Linked DNA regions of Sus scrofa: regions 1 and 2 are each linked to region 3. Evidence: chromatin contacts called from public Hi-C data. All regions are on one chromosome and are shown on one strand. The core of a region is the stretch at or near the end of the contact, and the rest is flanking DNA. Distances in the headings are between cores, read along the strand shown. Region 1 holds the start of DBP (D site-binding protein). Region 2 holds the start of HRC (sarcoplasmic reticulum histidine-rich calcium-binding protein). Region 3 holds the start of PTOV1 (prostate tumor-overexpressed gene 1 protein).

What was found. Hi-C and Micro-C count contacts between places; a contact is called where the count stands out from the background.
Region 1: a Hi-C map of liver shows a contact between it and region 3, with 6 times the contacts expected there. The contact joins the promoter of DBP here to the promoter of PTOV1 in region 3. A contact is called at or near these places in 1 of 5 promoter capture datasets (liver) and 6 of 47 Hi-C or Micro-C datasets (differentiating spermatogonia, embryonic fibroblasts, heart right ventricle and 2 more).
Region 2: a Hi-C map of subcutaneous adipose tissue shows a contact between it and region 3, with 2.7 times the contacts expected there. The contact joins the promoter of HRC here to the promoter of PTOV1 in region 3. A contact is called at or near these places in 2 of 47 Hi-C or Micro-C datasets (liver and subcutaneous adipose tissue).

The regions. Positions count from the first base shown.
Region 1 is chr6:53,990,196-53,994,707 of Sscrofa11.1, forward strand. DBP (D site-binding protein) reads right to left here and starts at 2,849. Exons shown (of 4, transcript XM_003127286.6): 1 at 2,035-2,849; 2 at 755-1,165. The coding sequence starts at 2,173. It overlaps CA11 (carbonic anhydrase 11), which reads right to left. Exons shown (of 9, transcript NM_001004038.1): 8 at 4,123-4,288; 9 at 3,202-3,324. The coding sequence ends at 3,299. It overlaps LOC110261016 (a long non-coding RNA gene), which reads left to right and starts at 3,911. Exons shown (of 3, transcript XR_002344719.1): 1 at 3,911-4,035.
Region 2 is chr6:54,340,157-54,344,546 of Sscrofa11.1, forward strand. HRC (sarcoplasmic reticulum histidine-rich calcium-binding protein) reads right to left here and starts at 1,482. Exons shown (of 6, transcript XM_003127287.5): 1 at 1-1,482. The coding sequence starts at 1,271. It overlaps TRPM4 (transient receptor potential cation channel subfamily M member 4), which reads left to right and starts at 2,618. Exons shown (of 24, transcript XM_021094712.1): 1 at 2,618-2,752; 2 at 3,050-3,117. The coding sequence starts at 2,729.
Region 3 is chr6:54,863,040-54,867,427 of Sscrofa11.1, forward strand. PTOV1 (prostate tumor-overexpressed gene 1 protein) reads left to right here and starts at 2,553. Exons shown (of 12, transcript XM_003127351.5): 1 at 2,553-2,923. The coding sequence starts at 2,753.

The DNA of each region.
Region 1 (4,512 bases), core at 1,599-4,098, 870 kb before region 3:
CGCCCCCTGCAACCCCTTGGTGCCCGAGGGATCACACTTTTCCTTTTGCTCCCTGGGGTCTCTCAGCTCGAACCTCTCAACCTCCAACGATCCAGACCCCTCTGCTCGCCAGGAACACTCGAGAATCGGCTCCCTAGATCTGCTCAGGCACCCAAAGCCTTTGCCACTAGGGTACAGACCCCAAGCCCTTCCTTTCCCAGGAATATAGAAAGCTCGGTCCTTTCCCCAATGGGAAAGATCTCTTCTGAAGGATTCTGGGAACCGGGGCGCGAACCCTTCTCCACAGGGGGGAACCAGGAGCCAGGGCGGCCAGTCCCTCACCCTCTCCCTCTCCATGGTAGGGAGCCTAGGAGTTCCGGTCCTACTCCAACTCCGCCGATTCCGGGCCCAGATTCTGGGGCGCAGTCCACTCCCCAATAAATAACTCCAGTGTTCCGGGGTCCCAGTCTGGACTCCTCGAGTGTCCAGACCCTTTGTCCTTACGTCCCGCGTAAAAGTCTACACACAACCTCTCCACTTTCTGGAATTTGGGATCCTAAGTCCCTCACCTCCTAAGGGTTCAGGAGACCCATTCCCTGATCTATGAGGGGACACAGAATCCGGACTCCTCTCTCGGCATCCCCCGAATAGGGGACCCTAGAAATGGGGCGTGCAACCTCAGTCCCACCTTCCCGACCCCCAGTGTAGCACAGCCCCGCCCCCTGGAGTCCAAGCCCCGCCCAACTAGGGCCCCGCCCCGTCCCCGACGTCGCACCTGCGCGGTGGCCGCCGGCGGCCCCGAGGGCAGCCCGGGCGGGGGCGTGCCCCGGCGAGGAGCGAGGGGAAGCCGACCCGCAGGAACCGGGCCCCGGGGAGGGTGCGGGCGTGCGCACGGGCGAGGGCGCTGGCGACGGGCCGCCGGGGGGCGGCGGGCTGGGAGGGAGCCCGTGCTCCAGCAGGAAGGCGTCCAGGTCCACGTACTCCACGTCGCCGAACGGCAGCGTCCGCTCCCACAGTAGCGGCGCCAACAGACCCGGGCCGGGCACAGCCCCCGGGCGTCCCCGCGGGGACCCGCCGCCCACCACCGCCCCAGCTGAGGCATCCGCCGGACCTGCAGGCTCCAGGCCCGGCCCCGGGACCGTGGCCGCCGGCGGGGCCGCTTTGCGCTCCTTTTCCTTCAGGAGACCTTCGGGGCCAGGGAAAGAGCGGGCAGGGTGGGCAGGAAGAGGGAGATGGAAATGAAGAAGAGTCTCCGAGTGGAGAAAGACAGGAGAAACGAGGGGATAGAGAGCCCCACCGCCGAGGTGAAGAGAAAGAGGGGACAGAAGAGAAGTAGAGGAGAGATCAGAGAGGGTGGGCAAGGGCCCAGAGATAGGAGGGGACAGAGGCTCAGAGAGGGAGAGAGACCCAGAGAGAAAAGACAAGAGACGGGGCGACAGACAGAGAGAGGGACAGAGAGCCAGAAAGAGGGGAGGACATGGATGCAAAGAGAGAGATGGGGACAGAGACCCAAGAAGAGATAGGGACATAGAAGGGGGACAGAAGTTCAAAGAGAGGTAGGTGGAGGGTTGGGCAGGTAAGAGAAAAAATGACAGCTCTGTAATTCTTCTGTAATTAGCCCCCTACCCCCCGCGCACTGTACCCCTTTCTCCTCGATCTCCCCCCCCCGTAAGGGTCAGGAAGGGGTTCTATTTCTGGGGCACATTCCTCGTCCCTAGACTCCATGTGACCCCAGGAGGCTCCGCCCAAGCCCGTGTAACTACCGTGTGAGCATCCGACACACCCCCCTCCCTTCTCCCTCGACCCCAAGAGTCCAAGACTCTCGGAACCACAAGAAACAGGGGGCTGGGGCCTAGAGTCTCGAGTCCTCGGGGTGGACGGGCTTGAAAGCCGGTATTTTTGGGTCCTGGGTGCTGAGGGATCTAGGGGCTTAAACACCTAAGTATTGGGGTAGATAAAGGTTGGAAGGGTGGACTCTGGGCACGTAAGAGGTATCTGTGGACCCTCCCAGCACTGGAGTCCCTAAGAGCTGGGGGGGGGGGGGCTAGAACTCACAGCTGGTTGGCTCTTTGGGCTTGCTGGTCCCCTGCAGAAGGCTCCGCAACCCAAGCAGCGCTCCCCCGCCAGGGGGGGCCCCGGCCGGGCCGCCCAGCAGCAGGGGGGCCGGGGTCCTGTCGCTCACGGGCCGCGCCATCGCCCGGCACCTGCCCGCAGGCTCACGGGCTCATAGAGAGGCGAAGAGCTGGCTTGCCAGTCAGCGGCACACTCCTGTGGTTCAGGCGGGTGTCTGCCCAGGGGCGGGCGAAAGTAGCTTGCAAGCCTCCAGTCTCCAGTCTCCAGAACACTGCAAGTCCTAGGAGCGATGGGGATTTGCAGTCCTCGGTGCAGAAATGTGCAACTCAAGAGGGTCCCAGGAGACCATACAGTCTGGGTGAGGGAGTGATCAAATCAGGCGGCCAGCTCTTTGCAACCGAGGGCTCAAGGGGACACAAGGCGCTCCTACAAGGTGGGCGAGCCTGGCTCTTGCAAAATCTGCAGCTCTCTCTAAGGAAGGAGCTTTGCAATCTGCACCAAGAGGTGTGCGCGGAGGGGCGGGGGAGAGGGCAGGAGGAGGCGGCTGCCTTGAGGCGTGGCCAAAGCAAACTTCTTTCGCGGAAAAAAAAAAAAAAAAGCCAAACCAAAACACCCGACGCCACAGCGCGCACCCCTCCTCTTGGCCCCGCCGGACTCTCAGGCCTTGCACCCCAGCCGCGTGCCTCCCTCCCGCTGAAAGCGCAGGCCAATCGCGTCTCGACCCCTCGAGACCCACAGCCAATGGGACTCCTGGATCTGCCGAGGCCTGGAGTGCGCGAGCAAGGGGCTCAGTGAGTGAAGTTACCTTGCCATTTGGAGGGAGGCGGGACCCTGACCTACATTTGCCCAATGGGAGACGGCTCTGGGGGCGGGACCGTGACCCAGTTCAGGCCAATGAGGCAGGCGGGAGGGGGAAGCACATGGCTCTGCGCGTGCTGCCTGACTGGGAGGGTGGGTGAGAGGGTGGGGGGCGCGGGAGAAGAGCCATACAGGAGCCACAAATCCTAATGATTGTTTTGGAAAAAGGAAGCCAAAAACCCGAGTAGTGGGGTTTAGGAAGTGGGAGATTGGTTTCTAGAAGAAGGCTGCTATTCTTTAATATCCAAATGCTTCCCCGCCGCGCCTAGAATCAGACCACTGAGATACAGGAAGTATTCTGTCCCTTTAATAGCTTTGTTTTGGGGGTGACTCCCCTCCCTCTGTGGGGAGGCTTGGGCAAGGCAGGCGCAATCCTCGATGGGGAGTCTCAGCGACCGTGGGGGGCACCATCCACTGTAAGACGAAACCGGTGGGGGGCGTTAGTTTAGGGCCTGATAGGATGCACCGGGTAGGGGGCGTGCAGGGGCGTGCAGGAGGCGGGGTAGCGGTGCTGGGCTGCGCCGGGCCATACCACAGGCAGGCTGCGAAGGGGAAACTGGAATGTACCAGCTTGAGAAGCTAGGGGAAAAGGACAGATTGCGAACTGGCAGTGGGCTGAACCATAGGGAGGCAGCAGGAGGGTGGCACAGGGACGTCCAGTTTCAGCATCAGGCTGAACTACGCGACGGTATTCACGGGGAGGCCTAGGCTATACCATGTTGGGAAGCCAGAGAGGTGGATGTCAGATCACTGGACTGAACCAAGAGGAGGCAGTAGAAGGGGAAGGGGATTGTACCATGTTGTTTTTCAGTGAAGGGGGTGTCAGACTTTGGACCAGCGTAGGGTTGTACCACATGGAAAGAGGGGAAAGGTTTCGGGCGATACCATTTCAGAAAGCCTTAACAAGAGCCACGGTCCAGTAGTTGATCGTACCCCCATGGAAGCAAGGGGGTTCGGGTTATACACCAAGTTGCAAGTCGCAAGCAGTGAGGAGGAAAGACAAATCATGGACCAGCAATGGTCTATGACGGAGAGGTGGGCTGTACCACGTTGACACAAATGGAGAAGGGAGAAAGAGCGAGTGAGAGCTCAGGAGGCTGGATCACACAGAAGCAGCAAAGAAGGGTAGGACTGTATCATATTGAGACACCAAGGGGAGACAGACACATAGGCGGGTTAGACCAAGACGAGGGGGTGCATACTGGATCATACCATGCAGGCGGTAGTTGGGGCCTCGGCAGCGCCTCTCGGGGTGCCTGGGGTCCCTGTTGCCCCTCAAGGCCCTGTGGGCCAAGGGCTGCAGGGGCCGGCCGTTCCCACTGAGGCTCTGGAAGATCTGGGACGGAGGATTCTGGCTCAGGAGTCTCAGGGAGTGCATCTGCCAAGGAGGGCGAGGGAGGGTGGGAACCTGGAAGTGACTAATGAATGGCCCTGCTGGCATCACAGAAAACCCCCCGCTCCTGGGAGCAGGTGGGCGGGGTCTTGCTCAGCCCCACCCCACCCTCCACCAAGGATTGCCAGACCCTCAGTCCCCTCCAGTTCTCTGTCCCCGATGGGAGGTGAAGCGAGGGGACACCCAGGCCAAGGAAGGGGCTGGGGGTG
Region 2 (4,390 bases), core at 232-2,731, 520 kb before region 3:
CTGTGGTCCTCTTCCTCTTCCTCCTCGGAATCACCCTCCCCTAAATGGCTTCTATCCTTGACCCCCATGTGTTCCCGGGGACGGGAGCTAGTCTCTTCTTTGATGGATCCTCTGTGGCCTTGCTGCCTGTGGCTGGCAGGCTGGTGGCCAAGCTTGGTGGAGATGTCCTCATCTTCCTCCTTGAGGACCCCGGGGTGGTGACGACCAGGGCTCTCTCTCGTATATTCGTCTGGGAAGTCCTCCTCCTCCTCAGTGCTCTTGTGGCCTTGGGCTTGGGGGCTTGCAGCATGGTGGCTGAACTTGACCGTGATCTCCTCCTCTCCTTCCTCCTCCTCATCTCCAAGGCCATGGTGGGTATGTCTGGGAACCTGGTGCCAGTGTTCAGTGGATACGACCTCATCCTCATCTTCCTCATTTCTGTGGCCTGGGTGTCCGTGGCCAGGGACATGATGGTGGTGCGAGTCTGAGACGTCTCCATCCTCTTCCTTCTCGTGGCCTTGATGCCCGTGCGTCTGATATTTGTACTCAGCGGAGTCACCGTCATTGTCGTCATCTTCTTCTTCTTCATGGCCTCGGTGTCTGTGGCTGGGGCCGTGATGGTGACGTCCAGCTGAGACGTCTTCGTCCTCTTCCATCCCGTGGTCTCGGTGCCCGTGGGCCTGGTGTCCATACTCGGTGGAGATGCCGCCTTCCTCCTCCTCTTCCTCCTCCTCTTCTCCATGGCCTCGGCGTACATGCCTGATGATATGATGGTGTCGCTCGCTGGACACAATTTCATCCTCATCCTCGTCTTGGTGGCCGTGGCTCCCATGGCTGGGGAAGTGGTGCCTGGGCTCAGCTGAATCATCCATGTCTTTGCTCCCACGGCCTCTGTGCCCACCCGCCTGCGGAGCATGCGCTGTGGTTCCCTCCTCCTCAGAGATGTTCTCATCTCCCACCTCGTGGCCTTGGTACCTGTGGCCTTGGCGGGGATGGGCTGCTTTGGAGACATCTTCTTCCTCTTCTCCGTGGTCTCCAGAGGCCCAGAAATGATGCCCACTCTCCGTGGAGACATCGCTGTTCTCATCCCCATGGCTTCTATGGCTATGCCCGGAGTGACCGAACTTGCCTGATGCGTCCTCTGTGGGCCCGGGGATGCCTGCGTTGTTGTTCAAGTTGCTGGGGCCCAGCCCAGCCCCTCTCAGCTGCTGGGTCATAGCAGGGGGGAGGAGCAGGCTGGCCACAGCAGCCCAGAGGAGAGACGCCTGCAACCATGGCCCAGGGTGGCCCATGGGGACAGACCAGCAGCAGAGCTTCTCCCTGGGCTGGCTCCCGCTGTGGCTGAGGCTATGTCGATGAATACTGGGGTCCCTGTCCCTTTGGGGTCCTTCTCTTTCTTTCTCCCTGTGTCTTTCCTTTGCTGTGTCTCTCTCTGTCTCTGCCCTCTGGCCCTCACTGCCAGGCTCCAGACACCCCTCTGAGACAATCTCCAGAACCCCCTGACCCCCTCCGCCCCTCCCTCCCGCTCCCCAGCCAATAGGGTCTCTCCCCTCCCCTCTCTGTGGCTAAATTTACTTTCGGCCCGGAGTTATTCTGGGTTAGGCCCGGCCTGCCCCTCCCCTCCGGCTCTTTCTCCTCTCAGCTGGGGAGGGGGTGAGAGAAGGGGTCTCTCTTTGGCCAGGAGAGGGGGCCAAGGGACTTGATTTTGAATGCCGACAAGTTCCGGTTTGGCAGCTGCAAAAATGGTGTCAAATTTTCAGTGGGCCAATTTGGGGGGAGCCCGGGCCATGGGAGGAGGGGAGCGGGAAGGGTGTATTTGAGGGGAGAGACCCCTGCCAAGGAAGGATTGGGGGTTAGATTATGGGGAGTTTCCGGCCAGAACGGGCGACTTTGCTGAGATGGTGGATGCCCACAGGGAAGCCCTGGACAGGGGTGAGAGGAATTGTGCTCCAGCGTGCGTACCCATGACCTCCTGTCCCTGGAACTCAGATCTGGGGGCAGGGGATGGGGCCAGGCCAGGGCTATAAATACAGCAGGGGGTGTGTGTGTGCAGGGGGCTCAGGTTACTCAGGAGGCTGCAGCTGTCCCTGTCCCTGGAGAGCTAGCAGGAGACATGGGGGCCCTGCCTGTGTATCAGTACCTCCCCCTCATCCTATCACTGCTGTCCTCACCCCTCGCTCTTTGGGTTCCCAGCCTTCTCTGTGGGTTCCCTTCTCTCAGTTCTTGTTTCTTCACCCGCTCTCTTGGAGTCCCTGTCCCCCTCCCCAGGATTCTGTCCCCTTCTCACTCTCAGGCTTCTGTCTCTCCCTCTCAGTCTGAGTGTCTCCGCCGCGCCCCCACCCCGCCCCCGCCAACTTCCTTCCAAGCACCCCCCCCTCGCTTTGGGTCGATGTAGCCCCTCGCCAATCTCTGTCCCCCCTTTCTGATTCCCTGTCCCAACCTAAGGCTTCGTGTCCCCATCCCATCCCCTTTTTGTGTGCCCTCTCCCTCATCACTGGCATTTCCTCTCTGAGTCCCTGTCCCCCACCCCGGGTCCCCGGCCCCCTCTCCCCGGGTCTCGCCTGCCGGTCCCTCAGACCCTTTGCCCCGCCTCCCGCTCTGCGCGTCTCCGAGATTCCCCGCCCCCTAGACCTGGCCCCGCCCAGGCTGGGCTGGGACGTAGTGGATCCGGTTTGTCCCGGGCGCGTCTAGAGCCCGGGTTGGTTGAGGGAATGCAGGGAGTCGGATAGTTTGCAGAGGCTGCAGCAGCATGGTGGGTGCGGAGAAGGAGCAGGTACAGCGGCCGGACCCCGGGTCTGAGGGAACAGGGAGCTGGGGGCCGGGACCCCTGGTTCCCGGAGAGGAGGGCGCTGGAGACCCAGATTCTTGGGTCAAAGAAGGGGGCTGCTGGGGCCTCGGACGCCTGGGTCCTTGGGGACAGATGGGGGCTGGGGGGAATCGAGTCTCCTGAGTTTGGGGGAGGCGGGCGCTGGGGTCCTGGACTCCTAGGTCTAGGCTGGGGCGCGGGTGAGTCACTCTGTGTCCCTTAGGACTGAACTGGTTCCCCTTCACCCCTTGTTCTTGTCCCCAGAGCTATATCCCCAAGATCTTCAAGAAGAAGACGTGCACAACTTTCATCGTTGACCCCACAGATCCGGGGTGAGGAGCCCACCCGGGGACCGACCCCAGATGTCCACCCCGCCCACCTCAGACCCCGCCCTTCGGCTCCTCCCCTCCCCCAGTCCTGTCCCCGCAGACACTCCCAAGGGCGTTCCCTGGTGGCTCTCTCCCTCGGGGAGGGCTTCGGTCCTTCTGCAAACACATCCAACTAATCCTTCTCACGCTCAGGGTCCGTGTTAAAGCCCCAGGGCTGGGTTCCGTTTCTTTCCTTCCTCGTGTCTCTCCCGTGTGTCTCCGCCTCCTGGTGTCACTTTCTCTGTTTTTCTCTCTCGACTGTCGCTGTTTCATTCATTCGTCCACTCCTCCAAGAAACCCTCACTCCGCACGTCCAAGGGGGCATGATTTTCAAGAGCACAGGCCCTGCTAGGGTTCTAATCTCGGCTGGGACACGTGCTGTGTGGCTTTGGGCAAAACGTTTCACCTCTCTGGGCCTCATCCGTCATCTGGGCATAAAAACAGGCTCTGGCTCTACCTGCTGGAATTCTTGCGCGAATTAAACAAGTTAATGCTTGTGATACTTCCGAACGTGCCCAGCACATGGTAAGCACTGGAAAATAGCTCTGGTTCCTCCAGGAAGGTAGCAGTTACCTAGTGTGTGCAGGCTCTGGGCTGGTGCTCCGTGGCTGGGCGGTGGCCACCCTTAGGGACTCCTGGCCTTCAGCAATGTTTTCTCAAGGGGTTTCCGGCTTCCTGGTGTCCTCAAGATGATCTTTGGGGTGTGGGAAATACCAACATTCCTAACTTGGTATGCGTATTATTATGAATTTATTAGTGCAGGATGGCTTGAATTATGTATAAATAGACATATTATTTAGGGGTGAGTGCTCAAAAACCTTTTGCAGATGGAAGTGTGGTCCAGAAAGTTTAGGAACCTCTGCTTTGGTGGGAGGAAGAGGATTCTAAGGCGAGAGGATGGGAGCTGCCAAAGACATGCCACTGTGCCTGGTGGGAGCCAAGAGGAGGCATCTGGCTGAGGCTGCGGAGGCCCTTGGGGTGTCACCAATGGCTCCTGGAGGGGAGGGCAGTGAGGTGACATTTAAAGGTGACAAAGTTGGAGTTTGAGAAGTTCCCTTTGTGGCTCAGTGGAAATGAGCCCGACTAGTATCCATGAGGATGTGGGTTCGATCCCTGGTCTCACTCCGTGGGTGAGGGATCTGGCATTGCCCCAAGCTGCCGTGTAGGTTGCAGACTTGGCTTGGATCTGGTGAGGCTGTGGCTGTGATGTAGGCCACCAGCTGCAGCTCTAATTCAA
Region 3 (4,388 bases), core at 1,303-3,802:
TTTTCTCCACACCCTCTCCAGCACTTATTGTTTGTAGACTTTTGGATGATGGCCATTCTGGCTGGTGGAAGGTGGTACCTCACTGTGGTTTTGATTTGCATTTCTCTAATAATGAGTGATGTTGAACATCTTTTCATGTGTTTCTCGGCCATCTGTATGTCTTTTTTGGAGAACTGTTTAGATCTTCCGCCCATTTTTGGATGGGGTTGTTTGTTTTTTTGGTATGGAGCTGCAGAAGGTGTTTATAAATTTTGGAGATGAATCCCTTGTCCGTCGATTCATTTGCAAAGATTTTCTCCCATTCTGTGGGTTGTCTTTTTGTGTTGTTTAGGGTTTCCTTTGCTGTGCAGAAACTTTGAAGTTTGATTAGATCCCATTTGTTTATTTTTCTTTTTATTGTCAATACTCTGATAGGTGGATCTGAGAAGGAGATTTAAATATTTAAAAAATTATTTTCTGGTAGGTGAACTTTGCATGTGGGAAGAATCCCAAACCGTCTAAAGGAATAAACTGACTCTGCTTTCCACCCGTGGGACCCCTTTCCCCCACTTCTGCTGCTGCCTTCTGTCCTCAGAGGTGACTCTGGGTGCAGCTTCTTCTGTAGAGTTGTAGAGACATTGTATGCATGATGCTATGCCTTCTGTGAATGATTTGTTTAAAATGTAAATGGGACTGTGCCACTTCTTTGCCAAAAACCTTTTGGTGGTTCCCAAGCAAGGTGAGACTAAAGTCCAAATACCACCCCAAGGCACCTGGCCACTCTCCACACTTCCACAGCGCTGCTCTACCCTTACTCTGCTCCAGCCACGCTGGCCTCCCTCTTCTGCCACTCTCAAGATTTGTGCCCCTCATTTTAGCACACTCTTCCAGCCCAAGTGGAATTGCAGGCTGCCTAATGGTCACTTTCCTGACTTCTCATGGTCACCACCCCACTCTCCTGTGTGTTTGTTCTCTTTATACCACTTAACCACAAACTGCGATTACTTTTTTACAATGGACCTGGTTTGTTTTGGTCATCACAGTATACTCGTTGCCCAGCATAGAAGTGGAAACGGTGCTACTAATGGTTTTAAAAGGAGAAAAAGAAAAATTACCATTTTAGGTCATTACTGTACCAAATACCTTTCCTAATATTTTATTTTATTTTGGTCTTTTTTTTTTTTTTTTCTCTCTTTTTAGGGCCGCACCCGCGGAATATGTAAGTTTATAGGCTAGGGGTCTCATCGAAGCTGTAGCCACAGCAACTCAGGATCCGAGCCGCGTCTGCGATCACAGCTCACGGCATCGCCGGATCCTTAACCCCCCGAGCGAGGCCAGGGATCAAACCCCCATTCCTCATGGATGCTAGTCGGGTTCGCTGACCGCTGAGCCATAAGGGGAACTCCCCTAATATTTTCTTTCTTTTTTTTTTTTTTTTTGTCTTTTTGTCTTTTTTGTTGTTGTTGTTGCTATTTCTTGGGCCGCTTCCGCGGCATATGGAGGTTCCCAGGCTAGGGGTTGAATTGGAGCTGTAGCCACCGGCCTACGCCAGAGCCACAGCAACGCGGGATCCGAGCCGCGTCTGCAACCTACACCACAGCTCACGGCAACGCCGGATTCTTAACCCACTGAGCAAGGGCAGGGACCAAACCCGCAACCTCATGGTTCCTAGTCGGATTCGTTAACCACTGCGCCACGACGGGAACTCCCTATTTTCTTAATTCATTTGTTCCTCATAACCGTTTGGGGTTAACTATTACCCACGTTTAAGAAACAGGGAAATTGAAACAAATCTTACACAACTTCTAGTAAGTGAATACGCAGTCGTTAAATTCTTGAGTGAATGAGAGAATCAATGAATGAATGGTTAGTTATTACCCACATTTAAGAAACAGGGAAATTGAAACAAGAAATCTTACACAACTTCTAGTAAGTGAATACACAGTCGTTTAATTCTTGAGTGAATGAGCGAATCAATGAATGGCCCTGAAAGGCGGGTGGCAAGAAGCCGGAGGAGGTGCGGAGGGAGGCGTGTGGAGCCTAAGGCGCGGGGGCCAGTTGGCACGCAGATATCACTGGCAGTGTCTCCCAGGGACCTCTGGCTCCGCCCATACCGCGCGGGGATCGCTGGGAGTTGTGGTCCCTGGCCCACCTAGCCACGTCACAGCCTTCAAGTCCTCGCCTTAGGCCTGGTACGATCCGTATCCCCAAACTTCTACGTAGGTTCCGTTGCCCCCAGGTCTGTTACTCCTTCCTCCCCCTTTTCCTGATGTGTCTTGATATAGTCTCCCGGCTCCGAGGGTCTGGGACTCAGGGTACGGTCTCCCGGTATGTCACCCCCCATCCCGATCTTGGTATCGTCCTCTACGTTCCTCTCGCCCCCCCCGTGACGCTTCGGCATGGTCTTTCCTGCCACGCCCCCGCCGAAGTTGTTTCTTTCACGTCCTCTGGGTCCCTCCCCTTCGGCCCATAGTATCTTCCAATTGTCGAATTCCCCGCCCCCCACACCCTCTCCTTTTCCCGGGGCTCCCCTAGCTCTATTTTGGTACACGCCGGCCACGCCCCCTCGCAGACGCTCTTGGTAGGCGCCGCGCTCCCCCGCTCACCACAGTGGTTTGGCCGCAGCAACCCCTCTCCAGCGGCGCGTCCTCCGCGTTTGGTACAGCCCAGCCCGTCTCCCCCGAAGCCGCGCGCCCTCGCCCCTCAGTCGGTGGAACCCGCAGCCCCCCGTGCGGCCCGTGGCAGCCCCCAGCCCGCTCGGCCCACGCCCGCCATGGTCCGTCCGCGCCGCGCCCCGCACCGCTCCGGCGCTGGGGGCCCCCTCGGGGGTCGCGGCCGACCCCTGCCGCTCCTCACGGTGCGCGCCGCCCGCTCGCGCTCCTGGCCCGCCAGTCCCCGGGGTCCGCAGCCGCCGCGGATCCGGGCTCGCTCGGCCCCTCCCATGGTGAGCCCCCCGCCCTTTTTCCAGAGCTTTCCACGGCCCCGCCCCCGCAGGCCCCTCTCCCCGGCAGGCGTCTTTGTCCGCGACCCACTTCTCTTAGGGGTCTTTCGGGTGGCCCGAAGGCTGGTCCCGCCTGGGGCCGGCTTCCCCCGTGAAACCCCTCAGGTGGTACGCGCCGGTCTCTCCCCTTTGTTTCGCCTTCGGGCCGGGGTGGCGGGGGTGGGGTACGGGGGCGGGGAGCGCTCAGATTACTGCTGACTCCGCGGCCTGATTTAAACGCGGGGTGGGGGGCGGGCAGCGTGCGCGCTTGTTTTTCCAATGGGAAAGTTGTTCGCTCTCCCGGCAGGAAATCTGGAAATGGGGGAGGGGGTTGGGGGACGGCGGCGAGTGGGGGCTTCGCGTCTTGCACTCGCGCGCGCCCAGGTGTTGCCCTCGGGGGCGTTCTCCTCGGGCCCACGCGCCCCTCCACGGCGCCCGTGGCGTGTGCGCCCAGGATTTATTTGCACGCTCGCGCAGATGTGGGATGCCCCTACCGATCGCTGCAAGTCTAGCTTTGCAGGCTTCGACATCTAGCTTCGCAGGTACCCTAAGTTACAGATGCTTCGCCAGCCATGAAACATGCATACACTTCTCAGAAAGCTCTATAAGGTTTTCTGGAGCGGTAAAGCCACATCTCAATGCTTCACGGACTGCCGAACCGTGACACTCTCGCGGGGATGCGCGTTCTATCCTGGCGCTCAAGCTGTCTTAAAACATTCTGCCCCGGCGTTGTGCTTGGCGGGGAGCTGTGGCAGGTCTGCATGAGCCTTAAAAATGTGTCATGGACTTTTATACGTAGCCATCCGGACTCTGAACGTCTGTCTAAATTTAAAAGTAATCCTTCCCTCCGCCGCCTTCCCCCTTTCTTAGCATTTGTGTCTACTGGTTCAGAAGCGCCTCCTGAGTCCTTAAACATGCACCCTGAGGCTTCTATCCTCCCTCCAAGTACTAAATGGGCTTCCTGTGCAGTAAACAACACATCCCAGGTCGGAGAAACAGCCAAATCGTGCCCTCCCCTGCCTAGGTGTGAGTTCTCCTGTGGGATCGCACTTAGGTCTCATCCTTAAACGTGGTCCTGCATCTTGATGCGCTTTCTGCTCTTCCAGGGGAGACCTGAGCTTAGCACCCCTGGTCTTCATATCCCAGATTCAGACGTGGTCAGCGGGGTTTCCCATACGTGTGTCTCTGGAGCTCACACCGACTGGGTCCTTAAGTGCGTCCACCTGGACCCCAAAGGCTCTTGCAGTCGTGTGCCTTGAGTGCATTTTCTCAGACGCTGTGCGCCCTGGCAGTGGTGCCTTCACAGCCAGCGCTGCAGCAGCCATCCTCCATCTCAGACACTTAAGCAGGGAACCTCGCGCCCCCCCCCCCCCCCCGGTTTTCCCCCAGTACCTTCTGCTTTTCTTCTTGATCTCAGACCTTGCTGGAA